Regions from separate parts of the Pan troglodytes genome. Here region 2 is linked to region 1. The links are chromatin contacts, called in public Hi-C maps. All regions are on one chromosome and are shown on one strand. The core of a region is the stretch at or near the end of the contact, and the rest is flanking DNA. Distances in the headings are between cores, read along the strand shown. Region 1 holds the start of TMEM161A (transmembrane protein 161A). Region 2 overlaps GATAD2A (GATA zinc finger domain containing 2A).

Region 1 (3,841 bases), core at 193-2,692:
CAGGCTCTCCTGGGAGATCCTAGCACTCACCCATCATCCCATACCCTTCCAGGTGGTTCAGGCCCTTCCTAGTCTCACAGTCAGCCCCCAACTTGGTTCTGCACCCTGCAGGCATAGCTAGAGACCATCCCTCCACCTCCCCACAGCTCAGCTCTCTCCTCAGCCCTCCCTGCACCCAACCACTGGAGTCTCAGAGGTCTTCCTGGACCTTTGGGCTCTTCATCAATGACCCCCCCCCCAAACCCCCCAAGGGAAAAGGTGGTGGAGGGGTGCATCTCTCCACCTAAGGCTCCCAGAGGTCTGTCCAGGGATGTTCTGATGGCCCTGCCCTCCACCCAGCCTCCTGTCTCAGGGTCAGGGCTCTGCAGACATCTGCAAGGATTTTCTGGAGTCTTCCATCAGCTCCTTCTTTTCCCTTCACTGGATTTAGGATTCTCGAACTCAAGAACCCTGATAAAATCAATGCAGCCTCCCTCCTCATTCCCGGGAGCCTGTGCCTTCATCTCCTACAGCGTCCTGCACCTCCGCCTGGGACGACGCCCCACTTTCAATAATTCCGGCCATCAGTGCCCTTCCTTCAGGGCCATCTCCAGCGCCCCTCCTCGGGGATGGTCCCAGGCAGAGACCCTCCAGTTCCACGTCCCTCTCTCTGCCCAGGCCGGTCCCGTCAGGGTTGTGGGAGTCCCCCATCTCCCTGCACCAGCCTGACCCCCAGGGGCTGGGCTAAGTTTTAAGAACACACCCAATGGGTTGGACCCAGAGCCCCGTGAGACCTGAAGGTTCCAACTTTCCTGTCTCCCACTCTGAGAACCTTGCCCGCCCTGAGGCCAACCAGACCTCCTGAGTCCACCTCCCACGGCCTCCCCTGCCCGTTCCACACACCCCGATATAGCAGGGACCCCCGATGGATCCTGTCAGCGCGGCCCCCACGCTCCTGCAGGACCCCCGTCCCCAGAGTGGACCCCCAACAGGACCCCACACCGCCTTAACCAGGTTCCAAATGTGCTGGGGTCCCCAGTCCCCTCTGTGGGACCACGACCCCTCAAAAGGATCCCAGACCCCTAAAAGGTCTCGAGGGCAGAATTCCCAGAACGCTTAGGGGCTTCTAGTCCCCCTGGGTACAACTCCCGCCGACTCCCTCGGAGGTCCTGTAGCGAGAGCAGGGCTCCCAGAGAGGGACACACGGCCTTCAGCGTGCCCCCGAATCCCTCAGAGCCTCCAATCCCCAAGAAGAAACCCCAATCCATTCCCTCAGTGTCTCCCTGGACCCCTTCGGCTGGACCTCGGCTCTGCAGAACCCCCCACTTCGCGGGACGCTCGCTCACCATGACGCGTGCGAGAACGCGGTGCACTCACCCACCGGCCTAGGGCTCCGGGCACTCTGCGGAAACTCGACCAATTAGAGCCCGACTCTGGTCTGACGAGCATCCCGTCCGACCAATCAGTATGTTCTGAGCCGGCAAATCACCAGGGACGAGGAGGCCGCTCGCGTTGCATGCCGGAAATTGTAGTTCAGATACGCTGGTTCGGCTCGATCAAAGTCAAGATTGTGTCTGGGAGGCCTGCGTGGCCGACCTCTCTTAAGGCTTAGTTTTCTCTTTCCTACACTTATCTCAAAGGTTTGCAGCGAAAGCATTTATTCCCACCTAAGGGACGTTTCTGAGAGTAGAACTCCCTCCCCCCCATCAAGAACATTCAATGGCTCCCACTTAGTAGACGAAGTACTTAGTACTCCTAAGTACTAAGTAGGCTAAGTACTCAGACTGAATTCAGACCCTTCTGCCTGACTTAAATCTGCTGCTAGCACTATTGTGCACCCTATAGTACAACTTGCACCCACCATGCTGTCTCATACCTCCAGGCCTTTGTAAATATCCTACATCTTGCAATGCCTTCAAGAATGCCTCAATCTTAAAGTAAAAACAAAACAAAAGCAAAAAAGAATGCCTCAATCTTTTTCACCTGGCAAGTGCCTTATTCATCTCTATCAGCTAGGACTCTGGCTGTGCTCCACAAAATATCAACTAACATGGGTTCAAGCAAAAAAGGAAAATTTTTGGCTCATGTGACAGAAAATACTAGCCGTAGTGTCAGCTTCAGGCATGGCTGGATCAAGGACCAAATGTCAGCTTCAGGGATCTGATGTTCTTTATTTCACCGCTAGGAGGAAAGCGCTTCTGGTGTTTGTGCCTCGGTTTTGCCATTTGTCTTTCTGTGGATGAGTGTGTCTGCCTGAGTGTAGACATATATTGGGTATGACTGAGTGTCTGAGCATCTTTATGGGGGTGGGTTCCTGTGTGTGGGGCCTGAGTAATTACCTTTTCGTTTTTACATTTTATTATGTATTTGTGTATTAATTTTTTTTTTTCTTGAGACGGAGTTTCGCTCTTGTTGCCCAGGCTGGAGTGAAATGGTGTGATCTTGGCTCACCGCAACTTCCGCCTCCTGGGTTCAAGTGAGTCTCCTGCCTCAGCCTCCCGAGTAGCTGGGATTACAGGCATGCGCCACCACGACTGGCTAATTTTGCATTTTTAGTAGAGATGAGGTTTCTCCATGTTGATCAGGTTGGTCTCGAACTCCCGACTTGAGGTGATCCGCCCACGTCGGCCTCCCAAAGTGCTGAGATTACAGGGGTGAGCCACCGGGCCTGGTTTATATTTTATTTTTTTTAACTTTCGGCTGGCAAGTGCTGAATCCTAAGCGCACTATCGCACGCCACCTCGTGGTGGAGGGCAAAAGCGCAGTCTCCCTGGGATGGAGAAGTCAAACCAGTCTCACTTGTGGCCCTGGGGGCTCCCAGCCTTAGAAAGCGGCCCATAGTTTTATGGACCTCACACTGGGTGCTTAGCCTGTGGGCACTAACATCAGGGACTGGCCTGACTTCTTGTCCACCGTGAGGGCGAGATCCAAAGGCTGGGAAGGCTCTTTCTGGCCATGCCTCAGTTTCCCCCAGGGTACCCGCTACCTTGACCCTTTTCCTCTTGCTCAGTCCCTGGTCCTGGTCTGGATGTGCGGGGTTGGGGTGCCAGTGAGTAGGTAGTTCTTCAGCCCATGTGGAAGGAAGGCCAGGATCATTGTCGGGGAGGTCCTCAGAACAGAAGGGTGGGTAACTGGCTGAAGAGTTTGCATCATCTGTGCATGTGGCAGTGGCGCTGCTGGAGGTGGCAGGGGCTGCATGCTCAGCTGGACCTCCACAGCCATTGATCACTGCCATGAGGACCGTGGCTCACCCCTCCTGAGTGGGGAAGGGACAGAAGGGACCAGGTGGGAAGTGTTGAAGACTTGAGTCCAGCCAGGCATGGTGGCTTGGCGTATGCCTGTAGTCACAGCTACTTGGGAGGCTTAGGCTGGAGGATCGCTTGAACCCAGAATTTTGAGACCAGCCTGGGCAGCACAGCAAAACACCCATCTCTAAAAAAAAATTAAATTAAAAAAAAAGTTAAATTAGCCCAACGTGGTGGCTCAAGCCTGTAAGTCCCAGCTACTCAGGAGCCTGAGGTGGGAAGATTGCTTGAGCCCAGGAATTTGAGGCTGCAGTGAGTCGTGATCATGCCACAGCACTCCAGCCCTGGCAACATGACGAGGAAAAAAAAAGAGGCTGGGTGCAGTGGCTCATGCATGTCATCCGAGAACTTTGGGAGGCCAAGGTGGGAAGATCACTTAAACCCAGGAGTTCCAGACCAACCTGGGCAACATGGGGAAACCCAGACTATACAAAAAATACAAAAATTAGCTGGGCAGGCTGGGCACAGTGGCTCACGCCTGTAATCCCAGCACTTTGGGAGGCTAAGGGGGGCGGATCACAAGGTCAAGAGATCAAGACCATCCTGACCAATATGGT
Region 2 (3,931 bases), core at 255-2,754, 350 kb after region 1:
AGGGCTGGTGTTGGCTCTAGCAGAGCCCTCATCCCACCCTTGCACACAGCCAGCAGCCCACCCTGCTAGGCCTGAAAGAGGTGAGGAGGAAAGGTTCTAGTGGGAAATGGTTCTGTGGCTGGAGAAGGCATTGCTGGGCCCTGCCTGTCTCCCCAAGCCAGCCTGGAGGAGGATTTCTTGTACCGAGGCCTCACGAGCTACAGGTCATGGTCATCCCTAACTTCCCTAGTGTGTGCAAGACTTGGGGGATCTTGCTGAAATACAGACTTTGATCAAGCAGGTCTGGGGCAAGGAGGACACGCTTCATTTATACAAGTTCTGGAGAAGCTGCCCTGCTGCTATGGCAGTGACAGCAGTGGTCAGACATTCACGGGGCCAGCCCCAAGCCCACCTACAGCCTTGCCCCCACCTGCCGCTCCCCTGTTGTGTCTGTCCATCCTGGTAGACTGAACCCTAAGGACAGAAATTCCTTTTATCCAGGGGTTCCTCCCCACTGCCTGCTGTAGCACCTGCTTTTTAAATGAGCTCTCAGCAGATGTAAGGAATGAATGAATGAATGAATGAGGGAGAGGGGTATGTCTTTCCTGCATACCAGGCAGGCCTGTTCAGAGAACCACAAAGGTCCCAGCCTCCAAGGACGGCTCCTTCCCGGCACTGGCTGAGGGGACACTAAATATTAACCACGTACTGGCCGCTGGTTGCTGAGCAGCTGAAAGCCATAACCTTTTGCTGTGGAAGTGGGATCGTGTCTCAGTTTAAGTTTATAATCCCGGCCTCTCCTCCAGGAAATTCTATGGAAGTTCCTGGCAGGTAACAGAATTTCTGTGCTTGTGAGGTCAGGGCCAGTGCCAGCGGGTCGGGGAGTGGGGGTGGTGCGTGGCAGGGAGCGGGTGAGACCATTTACGCTGATAACAGCCTGGCCTGCTTCCAGGGATTTTTGTATGTCACATAAAATCTCTTGATCACTACGTTTTACATTAAGGCTTCTCAAGATGGGCAGGACGGGCTTATGGGATTTGTCCTGAACTATCACATCACTTCCAAATAAACTTGGTGCCCGGAACGGCTGCTGTGGAGTGAATGGCAGACGCTGTCCCTGGGCCACGATGCCATCCCTCTCAGCATGTTGTGCTAGATTTCCACTGGTTTTGTTTACTTTAGACAGTTTTTATAATTAAATATTTCCCTGAAATAATACCTGCAATCATTTTGAGCCACATGCTCTTTTTCCTGAATTAAAGATCTCTTTTAGAAAGTACCGAGACTCTTAAAGCCTCTCTCCTTTAAAAAGTGAGCTTAACAAAGTTTTTCATTTTAGAAACTTAGAGGGGCCAGTGACCCTGCTGTGTGCGGTGTATGTAGAGGTGACTGGAGCCTGTGGTGCAGCAACAGTCCCCTGTGGGCTGGCGCCACACAGGAAGTGCCTGCAGCTCCACAGCCCTGGGGTGAGCCTGGCGCCTCCATTTTCTGACAGTACCTGAACCTTTACCTCCCTTCTCAAAATGAAGGCTGCGTGTCACAAACCGGTTGGAACTGGCCGTTGCCATGGTTTTCACGTTGGAAGGCACAGTTAAAGGGTCATGTGACCAAGGAGGGAAATGCCTTTGTCACATGACTTTTTGGTGGCCTGATTAGCATACAGGAAGTTCACTCCCTGCTGGCTGCTGGGATGCTGAGTGATCATTGATGGGTGGTGACATCATCTCTTGGATGAGTTATTGATTAGTCGCAGGCCAAGATGGGGCCAGGGAGCGCTGTGGTCAGAGCAGCCCTCTCAGGCAGCTTCAGCTGCTAGGTGGTCTGGACCCCTCGCCTACCCTCTTCCCTCAGGCAGGTTTGAATTTTATTAGACATCTCACCTCTGGAAGAAGCACACGCCCTCAATAAGATGATAAGAAGTGTTAAGTGCCTTAGAGCTTGGCTGTCATTTCATTTCAGCTCATGCTAGCCCAGGAATTGTGTCTGTAACTCTATACAAGATGCTGCCTTGGCCCCCTGCTCCCCTGTTCACTTTGGAGGCCACCTGGGTGGAGGCCAGCTGCTGCACCTCTGTGCTGAAGCCTTGGGACTGCCTGCCTCTGAGGTGCTCAGTGTGTGTACACGTCCAGGGAACCTGGAATTAGAGCCCTGAGGTCACCTTGAAAGTCGATCTTGGGCGGCATGGGGCCGGCAGCAAGGAGAGACATGCTGGCGGTTTGCTAAGACCTGAGTGAGGTGTCCTGGGTTACTTTAGAAACAAACTACCCGGTTCTGGGCTTCAGAATGTGGGCTGATAACCCCTTGCCTGGGGGATTGTATACTTCGAAATCGTACCTTTCTGTCCACGCCCAGGTCTCTGGTGAGAAGCTGCTTCATCAGGGCTAGGACCGGCGTTCAGGTACAGCCACCACGTAGCTGTGGTGGGTGGAATTAGGAGGGACCAGAGGAGAGCAAATAAAGCGGTTCCTGAGTCCAGCATCTGGCGAGTCCAGGGTAGCATTGGTGAAGCCTTAACCTCTGGTGCTCTGTGTCTACCCTTCCCTGAGGACGCAGCTCATGGGTGTGGAGGGGACCTCAGAGGTCCCGAGGGCTGCTAGAGCGGAGTCAGGTTCTTCATCCTAGCGACTCTCCTCAACCCTGCCGGGGTCTAATTATCAACTAGACCCTGGCAGAGCAAGAGCCAGGACAACTTTGAGCTGCGGCAACCAGTTAACTTTGTCCGAGTTTGTTCTCTGGGTCACAGTGCCACCTAGAGGACGTGTTCTGTCCTTGGCTGGTTTTCCTGCTGACAAAAAAAATGGACTTGATTCACTTCGATGAATGTACAATGAGGCCGAGGTGGGCGGATCATCTGAGGTCAGGAGTTCAAGACCACCCTGGCCAGCATGGTGAAACCCTGTCTGTACAAAAATACAAAAAAAAAATTAGCCGGGCATGATGGTGCATGCCTGTAATCCCAGCTACTCAGGAGGCTGAGGCAGGAGAATCACCTGAACCGGGGAGGTGGAGGTTGCAGTGAGCCGAGATTGCACTACGGCACTCCAGCCTGGGCGACAGAGCAAGACTCCATCTCAAAAAAAAAAAAGAAAGAATACAATGAACCCAGATCATCAGGGACAGTTTGCCTTGTGCCGTCAGCAAATGGAGCTGCTTGGTTGGGGACAAAGTGCCATCTCTGGGACTTGCGTTGGGTCAGCGACACCACAGCAGGTGTTCAGCCTTGCGCCTTCAGTAGTGTCAGCTGTACACATACATCCTAGAGGATCGTTCACAGGAAAGGGAAAATCAGACTAGTGTGTTCCTGTCTGGGTCAAATGACTTGGGGTGCCTTGAGCACTTGTCTCGGAGCCTGGCCTGCAGTTAGCACAGAATGGATATTCACTGTTTCCCAGTTCTGATGAATAACAGCAGCTCATCAGCCACACTCTTAGACGTTTGTGACCATACTTTGACAAAATAACAAAAGAGGAAAGCCTGCAAGTACTTCCCCGATTGTCCCCTGGTGCTTCCCAACTGGTAGTGAGATGCCGTGGGCCGACGGTGAAAAGGGGAGGAACAGGCCTTAGGTCAAGTTCACAGGTGGAAGTGAGCTCCCCAGACCGTGGCAAATTCATTAGAAAGAAAAAGGTGTGGGGGCTGGAATCATGAGAACTGTCTCATGTTGCAGTTTTGAGCTGCGACTTACAGAGTGGGCAGCAGGGTAACAGGCAGAATGACCTTGGCATCCACGTGGGGCTGGAGGCAGCCAGCCAGAAACCAGTCCATGAGTAGATCAGGCAGGTGAAGAGTCTCTGGTCTTTGAGAGAACTTGTGTCCTAGTCAGTTTCAAAACAGATAGCCACTGCCGCCATGTGGGGCCCAAGAAGGGCCATCTAGCACCTGGTGCCACCTTGTGAGCAAGCTGGCAGCCTGTGGATACACCCCTCGGTCTTCTGGGGACAGGTTGGCTGCC

What was found. Hi-C and Micro-C count contacts between places; a contact is called where the count stands out from the background.
Region 2: a Hi-C map of stem cell-derived neural progenitor cells shows a contact between it and region 1, with 5 times the contacts expected there. The contact joins the enhancer-like site here to the promoter of TMEM161A in region 1. A contact is called at or near these places in 1 of 7 Hi-C or Micro-C datasets (stem cell-derived neural progenitor cells) and 1 of 1 datasets of contacts at active chromatin or transcription factors (stem cell-derived excitatory neurons).

What each region holds. Positions count from the first base shown.
Region 1 is chr20:21,792,284-21,796,124 of NHGRI_mPanTro3-v2.0_pri, forward strand. TMEM161A (transmembrane protein 161A) reads right to left here and starts at 1,443. Exons shown (of 11, transcript XM_016935562.2): 1 at 1,326-1,443. The coding sequence starts at 1,428.
Region 2 is chr20:22,144,122-22,148,052 of NHGRI_mPanTro3-v2.0_pri, forward strand. All of the region lies in intron 2 of GATAD2A (GATA zinc finger domain containing 2A), which reads left to right. Among named protein-coding and RNA genes, the nearest start is that of TSSK6, 25 kb to the right of the region's middle. Within about 2 kb of position 1,505, at least 12 of the 24 cell types and tissues checked have an H3K27ac peak or open chromatin away from gene starts, as enhancers often do. A contact at or near this core is called in stem cell-derived neural progenitor cells, where this site is marked.